Linked DNA regions of Mus musculus: regions 1 and 2 are each linked to region 3. The links are chromatin contacts, called in public Hi-C and promoter capture Hi-C maps. All regions are on one chromosome and are shown on one strand. Each heading gives the region's core, a stretch centred on a gene start, on an enhancer-like site or on the middle of the called end of the contact. The rest is flanking DNA. Distances are from core to core; before and after follow the strand shown. Region 1 holds the start of Pkmyt1 (protein kinase, membrane associated tyrosine/threonine 1). Region 2 holds the start of Zfp213 (zinc finger protein 213). Region 3 holds the start of Zfp758 (zinc finger protein 758).

Region 1 (3,285 bases), core at 780-3,279, 1.4 Mb before region 3:
ACCGCCCGGTTCATCTGTGCTTTCTAAATCTGAGATGTATTTTATTTTATTTTTTTGAGACAGTGTCTCTAGTTTAGGCTGTCTTCAAGCTCCCTCACTGTGCAGCCAAGGAAAACTGTGAGGTTTTGATCCTCCGGACACCACCTTCAGGGAACTAGGATCACAGACATGTCCTACTACATTTAGTTTATGCAGTGCTGTATATCAAACTCAGGACATGATTCATGTTAGACAAATGCTAAACCAACTGACTTATTACTATAACTCCAGGTCCTAAATCTGGGATATTTTGAATTATGAAGAGCACCTGGCACCAGGAGTTTGTGGAGCTGCAACTCTGCACAGACATACAGAACGCTGAAGGACTTAAGACATAAATGCTAACTGCTGTCTTTCTTAATCAGTGCTTTAGATAATAGTTGAAATGACTCAAGTATAGTAGTGCCCTGGTGTCAGTATCTTTGTGCCCCTTGGGGCAAAAGAGGGTGTTGGGTTGCTCCAATGTTGTAATTGAAACAAAGGCAAAAAAGCAATAGAAAGTGTCCATTTTAGGGGAAGCCACAATGTATCAAAGGAGCCACACCTAACCTCTAGTAGTAGCTAGATCAAATTACTACTTAGGTTAAGTACTTAAGAGGCTTGCTGGAAGGCCCTCTTGTTATGGATCTATTTACTTCAAGAATCCCATCCCAGAGGTGGCCTTTAGCTTAGTGATAGAGTACATGCCTGGCACCATCAGCGTCCTGCATTTGATGCCCACCCTAAGAAAAAAAAAAACAAATCCCATCCCAGGTCTTCTGTAAGGATCCACGATCATGCTTGTTAATTAAACCTACAGTCTTGAAGGGGACGTGGGTGGGGGAGGTAAGAGTACTTGCTGCCCTTCCAAAGGACCAGGTTTGATTCCCTGACACACAAGCGTCTGTAACTCCAATTCCAAAGGGATCTGACACCCTTTTCTGACCTATGTGGGCACTAGGCACAAACAGACAAAAATACACATGCATTAAAAAGAGTAAAAACTTTTTTTTTTTAAAGGAAGAAGGAATACAGTCTCCATGCCTAGCACCTGGGAGTCCATCACCTTCTGTTTCAGCCAGAGAGACCATTCCCTCTCAATGCCATTTTCATTTCAACATCACTGGTCATTTACATTCTAATACCTCTGGCCTGGTCAAACAGCTTTTATGGGGTGAGAAGGGTTGGTAGTGGAGTCCCGGCTGAGTACAGAGTGTCCCTGAGCCACTGGGTTTCCAGGGACCTCACCCTCTTACTGAGCTGTACCCATCTGTTGACCACCATCTAGCGTTAGACTGTGAGTTTCTCCCGTGCAGGGCCACTGCTGAATCCGTTCGGTAGGCGAGGGGGAACTCTGACAAACCATTGCGTAAACAGGCTGTCACCCGGGGGTGGAGGGGCTCTTCCCAGAGAGCCGCGGGAGAAAGAGAGGCAGTGCTGGAAAAGGAGCGCCCAATGGGAAGGGACAGGGGACCCGCGGGAGTAGGCGGGGCGTGGGCGACAGCGCTGACCTGGAGTCATCCGAGGGCTAGTCCGGCCCGTGACAGACACGGAGGGGTGGGGCTGCTGCAGGGGGGTGGGGGGGTGACCGGATACTGAGAAGAGGCCGGAGGGCAGTCGCGGGGCGCAGCGCGGCAGGAGCGCGGGCCAGGGCGCCGGCGGAAGAGCGGCGCAACCGGGAGATCTCACCCGGGTGTGGGCTCACCTGGGGAGGCTGGGCGTGGCGCAGCGTGGCGCAGCGTGGCGCAGCAGCGAGGTCCCAGGTTCCGGGTCGGCGGGGGCCGCTGGGGACCTCACAGAGGCCAGGCAGGCCGGGGTCGGGCAGCGGGGCCTCTGGACACCGGGACGAAGCACCCTCCAAGAAGGGGAACCGCCCGTGAACGCGCGCGGAGCCAGCTCGCGCCAAAAATTCCAAACCGGCCTCGAGGCCCCGCCCAGGCTCGCCCGTGGTCCCGCCCCCGCCTGGTGCAGCGGGTCTAGCGCCCGGGGCATTGGCCCCGCCTCGCGTCTTGCGTGCGCACCGAGGTCTCCCCGCCTCCGAAGTTTGCCGGAGCGCTCTCACTGCGCAGACGCAACTCTTCGAGGCCTATTGCGGCGGGAACGATCCTTGGCCCCTCTCTGTCGGTATTTGTCGGCCTTCACACTATGGTCCCCACACCAGCTGCTCTCTATTGGCTGCCTTAATATTCGTGTCCATAAAAGGGGCAGGTAAGGGCCCTGCAGCCAAGTGGCATCTCCTCAAGGAGTTGCCACTGGGGACAGCACAAGCGAATGTCCCACTACTTATAATCTTATGCATATTCAGACACCGGTCTTCATCATCCCAGGATAGCGATTGGTAGCGCCTGTTCTAAGACGGTGGAGTCTCCTTGTAAATAGGCTGTCTGAGGCCGATTCTTACATCCTTTAGCTCAGAACCTTGTGCTCAACTGACTCCTCTCAGTCACTTCCTGGCCTCACAACCTCTGGTACATGATGGGTTGTCACTTTTCTTCTAAACGTGGAGCCGAGGAACCTAGGACAATTTCTTTAAAGAAGGTCTGCACAGAACAAAGTGGGGTGGAGCTTGCTTCATGGAGAAAGGGACCTTTATTGATTTCAACTAGAAGTGAAAAATCATGCTTTATAGCCAATCTCTCTAAAATGCTCCTGCAATCTCTTGGAACAACAGTGGGAAGGAAGGCCAGGCCCTACTTAAGCCTGAGATCAAGAGCTGGGGTACCGCCCACCTCCAAGCCCTTCCCTTTGCTTTAGTGACTTTGAGAGCCAGAACAGTTGTGACTTGGTCTAGTCCTTGTTGAGAACCCTAGACAGGTCCCTCTCCAACTATTTAGAGCTATTTTCTGCCAGCTCCGTTTTCTGGACAGGCCTCCCCTTCTTCCAACCATTTATTCCTCAAAGTCTAATTCATAATGATTAAAACACACTAACACACACACAGTAACAAAAAACAAAACAAAACAAAACAAACAAACAAACAAAAAACTGCACTGGTACATGTCTATACCCCAAGCACAGAGGCGGCTGAGGCAGAAAGGTCACATGAGCCTAGGAATTGGAGGCCAGTGGGTACTATAACAATATTCCTGGGGCTGGAGAGATGGCTCAGTGGTTAAGAGCACTGACTGTTCTTCCAGAGGTCCTGAATTCAATTCCCAGAAACCACATGGTGGCTCACAGCCATCTGTAATGCCTTCTTCTGGTGTGCCTGAAGACAACTACAGTGTACTCACATACATAAAATAAATAAAATCTTAAAAAAAGAAA
Region 2 (3,013 bases), core at 374-2,873, 1.2 Mb before region 3:
GGCTGTGGTAGATGGTAGTCAGCAAAGTTTCATAGGAGTGGAGGTGGCAAAGTAATGGGGTGAGTAGATGGTCTGGTAGGGGAGAGCATTTAGGTAGAAGACCAGAAGTTGGGACCAGACATCCATACATGAGCCCAAAAGGTGGGATGAGGAGAGGTCGCTCATAGCCTGAAAAGAGCCAGAGATAGGAGTTTCACCCAACCGAGGTGAAGTTCCTGTGACAGCTTGACAAGAGTGGTTTGCATTAGTTACAGAGCCTCCTTTAGTCATAAGTAACCAGATATCGGCGTGGGATAGGAGGATATGCAACTTGAATATGTATGCATACTTATTACCCCCCACACATGTACTTTAGGCTTACACAAAAGACAACCAGAGTTTGTCTTCCATCACCTACATGGTGATGTCACAACCCTCTGTAACTCGAGGGGATCTAATGCCCTCTTCTGACCTCCAGAGGCACCAGGGATGAATGCTGTACATATGCACACATGCAGGTGAAATACTTATATCATAAAAAGTTTTTAAAAGAAAAAAAACACAGGACACTGTGATATACTACAGCTTCCACGGCAGTGAGATGTTTTCTTTCTTTGTTGATTGTGTGTTTTATTTCAGGGGTGGGGAGGTTGCAAAGGCAAGGAAGGATATGAGGCCAGAGAGATAAGTAGATCTGGGGTGCATGACGTGAAATACAGCCTTCACTACTCCACTGTATCACCTGGTCTGATACAGCAACATCAGGAAAGACAGTACAGTACAAGAATCTCGCAGCCTGATGTGCATTCAGGAGGCATCCTGCGAAGCAGGGTTTAGACAACTACAACCTTGCCTTTTAGCAATCAATTACAGAAGGAAATGTACCCTCTGTAGTCTACGTGGACATGGTTTCAGGGTATCTAGAATCCAGAGGCTTGTGGCAGCAAGAACTGAAGCCTGTCTCAAAACAGCCCTGCCTGAAGCTGCAGGGACAATCAGCTTTGATCAATGTGTAGTTCTCGAAAGGTGTCCATTGAGTGTTTCAGATAGCTGGTGCTGGCATGAGGTCAGTCCGGCTGGCTGTTTGACTAACAGTTCTTTTGCTCAAGGCAGCAAGGGAAACAAGGGAGAGTCCGACAGTTGCCACACAGAGTCAAATTGCCCCGTTCTGGTTTTGTCTATTTTATAGGAAAGTATGTTTACAATATAAAGGTAATTTACCATTAACACCAATAGTGACTTTAACAAACTACAGTAATGCTTAACACATGCCCGGGCAGAGGTGGGCCTCCTGTTCAGTGTCCCTAGGCATCAGGACTCCTGTTCCTCAGCTCAGTACAGATGTAGCTGCTGATAGGAGGGCAGGAGGTACTGACCATGATGGAGGCTCCGCTCGAATTAGACTGCACTTTCCAGGAAGCCCCGAGACCTCCCAAGCATCCGACTTAGGTATAGTGCGACCCAGAAAGCGAAAATGAGACTTCTTCCAAATCTCTAGCTCCAGGGTGTCAGATCGGCTTAGTCGTGAGAATCCTCCCTGTTCATTGGCTGCCCATCTCCGACATTCTGGATAGTACAAGCGCCAAATGCTTATCCCCGCGCATGCGCCAGCTGGTTTCCCAGCGCCCCCCGCGCGAGCTTCCTGCCCCGGGCGCTGCTGGGGAAGCGCCGAGCTCCCGCGCGGCTCTGGGCGGTGTGTCCTGGGGGCGGGACCGGCGCGTTGCGCAGACCGGATCCTGCGGATTCGGCGCTCGAGGCGCCTGCGGGAGAGGACAAGTTCCTGGGAGCAGCGCGGGCTGCCGGCGCCTCCGGGTTCTCCGGGTCTGCCACGCGGAGCCCGGCCACCCTCACCAGGCTGCTGGGGACCGTCCCCATTTCCCACGTCCTGCCGAGCGACCCTGGTGAGTCCGGGCCCTCCCTGAGGACACCTCCTCGGTCACTGGAGGATAAGGCAGAAGGCTCGAGAAGAGAAGCGTAAACGAAGTGCTTGTGGTAGTGGAGAAGAAATGGAAACCGCCCGTATGCATCACTTGGGTTGGTTGAGAAACTGAAGTACCCCGTGCCACGGAAGCGTATAGGTTCACTTTCGAAGAAACGTTGCTAGGTGAAAAATGGTTTGCTCATAAGATCTCATTTATGTAAAACACACATCCCGTGCTTGTAGATTCTGGAGATAACTATTTTCAGTAAAAAAATATGTCACCGTCATATATCAGATTGTCAGTGAATCAAAAAGAAACATTGTTATATTAACACTTCCCTCCCGTTCTTTAATTTATGATGTTCATGCTAATTAGACTGTTGAAATAAAAGAGAAAAATTCAAGTCACACGTATGAGAGTATGTGAAGTAATAACAACATAAAATACAAATACTTGCCATACATTCATATATAGTTGTGAATAAATGGTGTTCATGAGGCCTCCTACCCATCTGCCCCTTAATTGGAGTAAGGTGTTTCTGGAATTTGTAAGCTTTTTATTAAAAAAAAAACAAAAAACAAAGATTTTTATATGTCTTAAGTGTTGGCTTTCATGTATGTAAGTGTACCACATGTATGTAGTGTTCAAGAAGGGCCAACAGAGGCTGTCAGATACCTCAGAACTGGAATTACAGATGGTTGTGAGCCTCTATGTGGATGCTGGAAATTGAGTCTGGGGCCTTGACAAGACAAAGACATACTCTTAACCACTGAGCCATCTATCCAGCCCCATAAATTTGTGAGTTTTCAAATTTGAGAAAAATAACAGTATGGCCCATCAGTAGAGGGACTTAAGACTACATTTATAATTAAACACGATAATTATAATTTTTAAAAGACATTGTTACTCTATAGCTCAGACTGATTCTAACTCTGGCCACTCCTGCCTTGGTCCCTACAGTTCTTGGATTAGACATGTACCACTATGCATGCGCTGCTGTGCCCAGTGAAATTTTACAACTGAAGTATGTCTACTTAAAAACATACTTAAAAATAGCTCAAGTGGTGGCATGGGCCCCCCCAGCAGTTGGGAGGCAGAGGCAAGAGCATTTC
Region 3 (3,015 bases), core at 454-2,953:
AATGGAGTACTACGCAGCTATTAAGAACAATGACCATGAAATTTGTAGGCAAATGGATAGAACTAGAAAATATCTTCCTGAATAAGGTAACCCAGTCACAAAAGAATACACATGGTATGCACTCACTGATAGGTGGATATTAGTCTAGAAGCTCAGAATACCCAAGATACAGTTCACAAACCACATGAAATTCAAGAATAAGGAAGACCTAAGTGTGGATACTTTAGTCCTTCTTTGAAAGGGGAACAAAATACTCATAGAAGGAGTTACAGAGATAAAGTGTGGAGCAGAGACTGAAGGTATGACCATCCAGAGACTGTCCCACCTGGGGATCCATCCCATATACAGTCATCAAACGTAGACACTATTGTGGATGCCATCAAGTGCTTGCTGACAGAAGCCTGTTAGAGCTGTCTCCTGAGAGGCTGTGCCAGTGCCTGACAAATATACAGGTAGATCCTCGAAGTCAACCCCTGGACTGAGCACAGGGTCCCCAATGGAGGAGCTACCGAAAGGACCCAAGGAGCTGAAAGAGCTTGCAGCCCCATAGGAGAAACAATATGAACTAACCAGTATCCCGAGAGCTCCCAGAGACTAAACCACCAACCAAAGAGAACATACACATGGTGAGACTCAAGGTTCCAGCTGCATATGTAGCAGAGGATGGCCTAGTTGGTCATCAATGGGAGATGAGGCCCTTGGTCCTATGAAGGTTCTATGCCCCTGTGTAGGGGAATGCCAGGGCCAGGAAGTGGGAGTGGGTGGGTTGGGGAGCAGGGGGTGAGGCGGTGTATTCGGAGGAGAAACCAGGAAAAGGGATAACATGTGAAATATACATAAAGAAAATATCTAGTAAAAATTAGGCAATTTAAAAAATAAATCAGCATATGAAGACGCATTTCTGAATGCTTTACTTACATCCTAAACTGCATACAACTCAGACGAATAATTCATGGGCAATAAAAAGTATGCTTAGTAAATAGTAATGTTTACAATCATAGCCGTAGCATAACACAAAGTATATTTTCTCGTTCAAAAAAGTGTGCACTGGTTCTTCATATGATTACTATATACACAAAGTTCTACATAGCAGGGTAAAACGTATCCTCTTGAATAAGCAATTAGTAAAACACAGGAGTTAGAAAATATGAATAAATTTACATTCCGTAAGCTTTGTGATTGACACAATAGCAAACAGCAGATAATACAACTGGTCTATCATTTTTAATGAGTTATTTTACGACTGAATATTCTGTTAACTGGAGGATAAATGAAAAAAAACCATGATAGACCAACTGTTCATAAGATCTCAACTTCCTGACAACTGTAAGAGATCCACATCAGAACTGTGAGAGCGGCGTCCATAAAAACAGCTGCGGAAGCCCCCCCCCCCCCCCCACCTCCCCGCTCCGCTCCCTCCCGTTTCCCAGCCCCGCAGCGCCTCTGACCTGGGACCTTCCAGGGCTGCGCTGCTGACTCTCCCAGGTCCGCAGCCACAAAACAGAGTCTGAGGAGCTTTCCGGTTTCCGAAGGAAACTGGGGCCGAAAAACCAGCGCTCAGTTCGAGTACACATGGATTACACAGGTAGCAAGGGGAGTGGTGGCTTTTCACGTCATTCTGGCCTGGACATTTGGAGCTGGCGACCTAGAAGAGAACGCAGCTGGACGGACTCTACCAACGTAATTAAGGAAGTGAAAGCGGCGGGCCTGAAGGCGTTAGCGCTGTCACGTGACCGGAACCGTGGTGTCCTGGGCGGGGCTAGGGGAGCCGCTCCAAAGATCGTGGCCAGAGACTGGGAACCGCGTCCCCTTAGGTACCTGTTGGAGCCAAGTTGTCTCTACTCCCACTGCGGGCGACTTACCCTGGCCTGGTTCTTTTCGAAGGCCGTAACTCTCCTCAGATGCGGTTTCCTGTGCTGACCTGGGAGAGTCAGCCATCAGCCGCGCAGCCGGGGGCACCGCAGCCCGGCGGCCCTGGAACCTTCCAGGTCAGAGGAGCTGCGGGGCTGGGAAATGGGCTGGAGCGGAGCAGGGGCTTGTTTTCTGCAGTTGCTCTTAAGGACGCCGCGCTCACAATTATGCTGTGGATTTTTATCATTGTCAGGAGGTTTGAGATCCTATGAACTGGGTGTATCGTGCTTTGTTTGTTTGTTTGTTTGTTTTCATTTATCTTATGGTTACCAGAATGATTTCCGAAAATAGTGTCGTAGAACATTTGCAGTACTGTAGTTTGCACACGGGGTTCTCTTTGTAACAGCAGTTACAAAGCTTCTCGAACTTAGATTTCTTAACTCCCTTGACCCATCATTTGCCTACTCAGGAGAGAGTGGCTTATGGCCTGGGAAATAGGCATCCTCAGAGGGCTTTGTAGGTAGAAGTAAAAAGAGGAACCAGGGCAGACTTGACTGACTCAGAAAGTAAGGGTCCAGACTTAACCAGGATGTGATTGGAAAGAGAGAGGTGGAGTTGGACAAAGGAAGAGAAGGGAAGAGAGAATAGGGGGCAAGAGAAGAAGCGGGAGCCAAGAAAGCACCTAGCCAAAGTTGTCTCCTTTGATACTGTTTGGTTTTGGATGCCAGGACAATGGACTGAGGTGCATATTTTAAATATCAAAGCAGACCTGACCTCAGGGTTCTACCAACCTGAGAGGCCCTGCCCTCAATCCTAACTTTTCAGCCCAGGGTCCTGGTTGCCCTTCCACTAGAGGTGCCTCCCTATATAATCCAAACGTTTTGGTCTCTATCTCTCTTCCTCCTCTTCTTCTTCCTCTTCCTCCTCTACTGTGGATGGGCCTGTTCTTGTGAACCAGTCCCCTAATGAATATAGGAGCCAATCACTGGGTGAGTACATGGGACTTTCAGGTTGGACATAGGAAGAGAGTAAACAAGAGAGAGTCGGGTCCTTTTGGAACCAAGACAGCATATGGGTAAGATGTAGCTGCTTGAGTGTCCCAGTATCATGGCAGATCCACAAGGATCAACCACTAGAAGAATAAGAGTACAAGGCTTACAAGAT

What was found. Promoter capture Hi-C pulls out the DNA fragments that hold promoters and counts their contacts. Hi-C and Micro-C count contacts between places; a contact is called where the count stands out from the background.
Region 1: a contact with region 3 is called in a promoter capture Hi-C map of pre-B cells, with 8 times the contacts expected there. The contact joins the promoter of Pkmyt1 here to the promoter of Zfp758 in region 3. A contact is called at or near these places in 8 of 39 promoter capture datasets (the 3T3-L1 cell line, 3T3-L1-derived adipocytes, cranial neural crest and 5 more) and 1 of 115 datasets of contacts at active chromatin or transcription factors (pro-B cells).
Region 2: a contact with region 3 is called in a Hi-C map of cortical neurons, with 3 times the contacts expected there. The contact joins the promoter of Zfp213 here to the promoter of Zfp758 in region 3. A contact is called at or near these places in 6 of 39 promoter capture datasets (the HPC-7 cell line, cranial neural crest, frontonasal cranial neural crest and 3 more), 11 of 484 Hi-C or Micro-C datasets (the G1E-ER4 cell line, cardiomyocytes, cerebral cortex and 6 more) and 8 of 115 datasets of contacts at active chromatin or transcription factors (the NIH/3T3 cell line, the SCID.adh cell line, cardiomyocytes and 4 more).

Annotation. Positions count from the first base shown.
Region 1 is chr17:23,725,080-23,728,364 of GRCm38.p6, reverse strand. Pkmyt1 (protein kinase, membrane associated tyrosine/threonine 1) reads right to left here and starts at 2,029. Exons shown (of 8, transcript NM_023058.3): 1 at 1,724-2,029. 1520401A03Rik (elastin) reads left to right here and starts at 1,914. Exons shown (of 41, transcript XM_017317755.2): 1 at 1,914-2,226.
Region 2 is chr17:23,562,836-23,565,848 of GRCm38.p6, reverse strand. It overlaps Zfp213 (zinc finger protein 213), which reads left to right and starts at 1,623. Exons shown (of 6, transcript NM_001033496.3): 1 at 1,623-1,880. It overlaps 6330415G19Rik (RIKEN cDNA 6330415G19 gene), which reads right to left. Exons shown (of 2, transcript NR_126484.1): 2 at 555-2,079.
Region 3 is chr17:22,360,141-22,363,155 of GRCm38.p6, reverse strand. It overlaps Zfp758 (zinc finger protein 758), which reads right to left and starts at 1,703. Exons shown (of 3, transcript NM_001347330.1): 1 at 1,449-1,703. The coding sequence starts at 1,574. It overlaps Zfp944 (zinc finger protein 944), which reads left to right and starts at 1,756. Exons shown (of 6, transcript NM_176962.4): 1 at 1,756-1,988.